Linked DNA regions of Manis javanica: region 1 is linked to region 2. A link is a contact called in public Hi-C data. All regions are on one chromosome and are shown on one strand. The core of a region is the stretch at or near the end of the contact, and the rest is flanking DNA. Distances in the headings are between cores, read along the strand shown. Region 1 holds the start of MIURF (mitochondrial elongation factor 1 upstream open reading frame). Region 2 holds the start of CBX7 (chromobox 7).

Region 1 (2,700 bases), core at 102-2,601, 300 kb before region 2:
TTCCTATTCATGCTGGACTAGAGTTTCCAGACTACAAAATGCAGTTTCCACCTCCACATTTGCTTATTCTTGCTCACCTGCCCAGCAAGCTTCAAGTTCTCATTTGAGGTAGACGTGAAATGTCTTCTTTTCTATGCCACCTGTGATGCCCACAACACTAAGCCAAGCAGTTACATCTTCACATGAAAATGTTTAAAAAGCTCTTATACATCCCCAAGCTCTTATACGACGCTCTAGTACACAGCTGCTCACACGGGAATTATTTCCCTGACTGAGGAAGCATTAGACTGAGCCCCTGGATGGACCGTATCACTCATCTCTCTCCCAGAGCCTACCACAACGCCACAGCCACAGAGGGCCCTCTGGGAAAGTTGCTGAATTAAACACAATCATGTGTTACAGTGGGACTTCTTGGTAACACTGGTTTCAGGAGTAAACAGGGCTAATATACTGCTTGCTAAGTACCATTCCAAGCGCTGTGTGTGCACTGCCTCATTTAATTCTCACCTGAAAAGGTAAGTACTATTATTTCCATTTTACAAATGAAAAAATGGAAGCCTGGAAAGATTGTGATTTGCCCTAAATCCCACAGCATTAGCAGCAGTGCCAGAATTTAAGCCCAGGCACCATCCTCTGAAGCCCATACACTGTGCTTGCTTTATAGACTGTGTTGTAACAGAACAGCGCTATGTTATCTGACCCACAAGATAATTGAAGAACGAGGCAGTCTGGAACTGAGCTCTGATTTAACCAATGTCTTTTTAAACACTTTCATATGTAAAATGTTCTATGAAATAAAATGGTGATAACTATTCTGTTCTGGTGGGGCTGGAAACTCAGGGTGTTTTTGCAATAAGGGAACATACTTCTGTCAATATGTCTGTTTCCTCCATTGATTTTTAATGACTTTGGTCATTTGATTTCTAATGACGAAAAGACTTTGGTCAATAAAAGGAAAGTGTCTCTCTCTCTCCCGGTCCCCTGCAACAGAAAAAATGAAACCTATAGGAACAACAATCTGCCTACCTGAAGCTTCTTACTGCATCTGTGAGGCGGGGGTGGGAGAGAGCAGGGGTGTCTATGGAAGGCACCTCTGTCCTCTTTCCCTTGGCACTAGGATGGGAGGTGAAAGAAGATCCTAAATAATCCCGCCCAGTTTGCTGTGGAGGAAGATCAGGCCCTTTTCCAGCTGCCTCTCCCGGGCCTCAGGATCCTCTAGCTTCTTGTTTTTCCGGAACTCACGGCGGATGGTGGCAAGGTAGAAGTCTCTATCGGTGTAGTGAAGCTCCCGGCCCTGGCGCAGCAGAGCCCGGTAGAGACCCAGCACTGCCTCTCGGCTCCATGGGGCCATGGGGGACTGGTAAGGGCTGGGCGTCAAGCTATAAGCAGAAGGGAAAAAACAGAAGCCTAGAGTCAGAACTAATGCCAGAAGGGCCTACAATTCAGAAGTTCTTAATCTAGGTTTCAGATGCCCAAAATCACACTACAGTTTAGTGGCAGGGCTAGGACTAGACCCCAGCCTTTAGATTCCCCCTTCTAGGCAAGTATAGGTTATGCTGAAGGACCAGGGCTTAATTCCTGGTTCTGTCACTAAGGTGTCACATGACTCTAGGCAAAGTACTTAACCCCTCTGAGTATCAGCTTCCTCAGTTGCAAAATGGAGATACAAACAGTACCTACCACAGTGCTATTTTGAGAACTGCATGAGATAATGCATGTGAAGCACGTATAATAAAACTTCACCACAAGGAGTGGTCCTGAGTGGTTGAAAACAAGGACTCTCAGCCATACTTGAATCCTGGCACCACCATTTATGAGCTGATTGATTACCTTGGGCAAATTTCCTAATCTCTCCGTGCTTATCTCAGTTCTTTTATCTGTAGAATGGGGGCTACAACTGTACTCTGCCCATATGATTGGTACGAGGAGTAAATGAGTTAATAATATATGTAGATGTGTTTAGAACAGCACTTGGCACATACTAAGCAGTCTGTCAGGGACAGCAATTACTAGTGCCACCTAGCCTGGTTTGTAGGTATTCGACAAACACTAGATTTAGTTACACATAAACTGCCACCATCTCCTTCAGGAACAATAAACCCGTACACAAGTACAGTGTTATCATTTGTAAAGTGCTTTGTCATCCATTATCACATTTAAATTAAGGAACCTATGAGGTGTTCAGGGCTCATAATTAACAGAGAACACTGATCGAGTGTTCACTATATACCATGCATGTTCTAAGCATGCCCCACATGACCCTTTTCATTCTATTAACAATCCAGTGTCACCATTATCCTCATTTTAGGTGGAGGAAACAGAAGTTTTCAGGAGGAAATAACTTGCCCATAGGCACAGCTGTAAAAGGGGCTGCGCCCGACCCCAACTCTGCCCGCCTCTTTAAGGATAGTTACCATTCACTGGGATCTTACCATGTGTACAGCACTTATGGGTGCTCCACAAACTCTCCAAAAACAAATTGAATGAAAGGCGGAATGCTCACAATGTCCCTATGTAGAAGAAATGATCACCCCTCTTTCAGAAATCAAGAAATAAGACTGACTGGGGGTAGTATTTGGTAAAAAAGATCTGGACTTTGAGTCCGAGGTCAGTTAGCCATCATGCTTCGGCCTTGCCAACTTTCTGAGTGAGCGTGAGCGAGCCACTATCCCTGTCCCTGTCCCTTTTTCCTCAAATGCA
Region 2 (2,700 bases), core at 116-2,615:
TTCCTCCGTTGGAATTTCCTTTAGGGAGGGTCTGCTAGTGGCAAAGTCTTAGTTTTTGTACTCGTAAATGTTATTATTTCACCTGGTTCTGGAAAAATATTTTCACTGGGGACACAATTCTTGAAAGACATTTTCCCTGGGTATTTGTAAGATGACGGTTATTTTCTCTCAGGACATTGGACGTACCATTCCACTGCCTTCTGGCTAGCTTCCGTTGCTTCTACTGAAAAGTCCAGTATAAATCTATCATTTCTTCTTTCCGCGCTCCGGAGTAAGGTATTTGGACTTTACTCTGAGGGGAACAGGGAGCCATGGAAAATTTTTAAGCACTAGAGCGACCCAGTCGCACGCGCGTTTTAGAAAGCGCCCCTCCGGCACGGTGCGGACACGGGCTCCGAGACGGCTGCTCGGCGGGAAGGCTGTTCCTGCAGCCCAGAGAAAGGACGAGGGCTGTGCCTGGGGCAGGACAGAGGGCCAGGGCTCAGGATCAGCGCGGATAGGCGGCGGGAGCCGGAGGGGCGCGGATGGCTCCGCGTTGCTCGCGAGAGTGAACGGCGGCGTCGTCGGCGAAAACAGAGGGGGTTTGGGGCGGCTGGGGTCAGAGTTCGTCTAGGACGTCAAGGTCCGGTCATTCCACAAATAGTCGAACACCTACTGCGCGCCGAGATCAAGCGTGTGTGCGTGTGTGTGCTATGTGTGCGCGGGGTGGGGGCAGACCAGTGGCAAAATCCATCCCGGGTGCACCGTGTGTCCGCTGCAGCCGCACTTTGTGCGAGTTGTCGCCCTCTCGGGGCCCTCGACACAGCGTCCGCGACGGACCCGGGCATCTCAGCACCACCGCCCAAAGCCTGATGGACGGACAGACGTGGAGACGCCTGCTCAGGACAGGCCGAACCACAGCGCTCCGGAGCCTGAATCTGGAGAGCGCTTAGCCCTGTGGCGCCCCATCAGGTTGGGGAGCCTCGGCAGCACCCGCCTTCCTCTAGCTCGAGGGTCCGCGCCCCAGCCCCGCCTACTACTTTGCGAGATGGGGCGAACGGCCTCCCCCGCCCTGCAGGTTTCTTTTCCGCCCCCCTCCCGGGCCACGCCCCTCAGTGTCGTCCGGAGGATCTTTGAAAACGCTTCTCATCGCCCCCGGGCGATGTTAAGATCTCATCGCCCCCGGGAGCCCAGCAGCGCACGCGCCAAATAAGTCCCGGGCCGAAGGCGCTGAGGTGAGCGGCCCAGGCTACCGCGCGCGGGACTCCCTGGGGACGGAGAATGTGGGGCGTGACTAGGGGCGTGGCCAGTAAGGAGAGGGCGACCAGGGGGAGGGGCGTGACCTGCCTGGCGCGAGCCAGGCCCCTGCCCCGCCCCTGCCCGCGCGCTCGCTCGCTCGCTCGCGCTGAGGAAAATGTTGCGCAGGTTCAAAAATGGAACGTCGGCAGCGTGAGGGAGCGCGAGGGGGTGTGCGCGCGTGCGCGTGCGCGTGCGCGCCCGGGCGAGGGTGACGGGGACCCCGCGGCCCGACCATCGCGCGCCACAGCCGCGGCCCCGCAGCTCCGCCCCCAGCCCAGCCCGGCCTCGGGCCAGCTCGCCCTCCGCCCCGCATGGAGCTGTCAGCCATCGGCGAGCAGGTGTTCGCTGTGGAGAGCATCCGGAAGAAGCGCGTGCGGAAGGTGAGGCTGCGTGGGGGCGGCTCCCAGGACCCCTCTGGGGTCCCTCCTGTCCCCAGCACCGTCCCCTTCACCTGGGAGCGAAGGGGAAAGTGGGGCGGGAGGCCCAGGCAGCCCTGCGCTGCTGGGCTTGGCTCCCCAGTCTGTGCCTCAGTTTCCCCTCCACCTTGTAGGATAAGTAGAATAAAAGTTATCTACCCGGATCCTGGGGGCAGCTGAGCCCACCAGAGCTGGAGATGAGGGTCAGACTTTAGGGATCCTGAATGATCATCCTCATCCTCCTCATTCTAAATATGGGGAGACTGAGGCCCAAGTTAAGCAAAGGGCTTGCCTAGTGTGTTAACGTCCGAACTGGGTCTAGAACTCAGGACTCTGGACTCTTGCGACCAAGACCTTTGAAGTTGGAGGCGGAGCTCTGGAACAGTGTCCTGCCTCTGAAGTCAAATTACTGGACTTAGACCTTCTCCGATCCCTTCCACACCCCCACCTCCGTCTTTCCCCCCCTCTAAAGTGCACACCCCTCTTTCTTCCCCACCCCAGCTCTCAGCCCCGCCCGGCGGCCCAGTGAAGCCGCCTACAGCGCTCGGGCATCCTCCAGGCGCCTCCCCCCGCTCCTACGCCTCCAAAACAGACACACAGCCTGCAATTTAAGGAGGCATCTGTTGTGCTGGGTCCGGTGCCGGCGCCTCGGGGCTGGGCTTTGGCGGCCCACACGCTTCCTGTGCACGTGTTGCGGAGTGCGCTCCCCCGGGCTGGAGGTTGGGGATGGAATTCTTCGGGAAAAGTTCCTTTCCTGGTGCTCACTGCCATCCTTTTCCTGGATCTCCTCTGTTCAGCCCCTTGGGTTGATCCAGCGGCAGGGCTGGGAGGGGTCACAGGTTACCTCTCCTCTTTTGACAAAGACAGAAACTGAGGCCCAGGCAGGGGAAATGACCTCGTCAAGGTCATGCGGCCAGTTAGGGATGGAGGTAGAGCGGGAGCTCGAGTTGGCTGATTGCCAGCTGATCTTCTTTCCAGAGAGAAAACTTGGCTCTGGCATCTTGGG

The links. A called contact is a pair of places that touch in the nucleus more often than the background predicts.
Region 1: a contact with region 2 is called in a Hi-C map of blood, with 8 times the contacts expected there. The contact joins the promoter of MIURF here to the promoter of CBX7 in region 2. A contact is called at or near these places in 2 of 2 Hi-C or Micro-C datasets (blood and fibroblasts).

What each region holds. Positions count from the first base shown.
Region 1 is chr10:110,804,201-110,806,900 of MJ_LKY, reverse strand. It overlaps MIURF (mitochondrial elongation factor 1 upstream open reading frame), which reads right to left and starts at 1,351. Exons shown (of 1, transcript XM_073213899.1): 1 at 1,139-1,351. The coding sequence starts at 1,351. The coding sequence ends at 1,139.
Region 2 is chr10:110,500,213-110,502,912 of MJ_LKY, reverse strand. CBX7 (chromobox 7) reads left to right here and starts at 1,365. Exons shown (of 6, transcript XM_037006940.2): 1 at 1,365-1,658. The coding sequence starts at 1,590.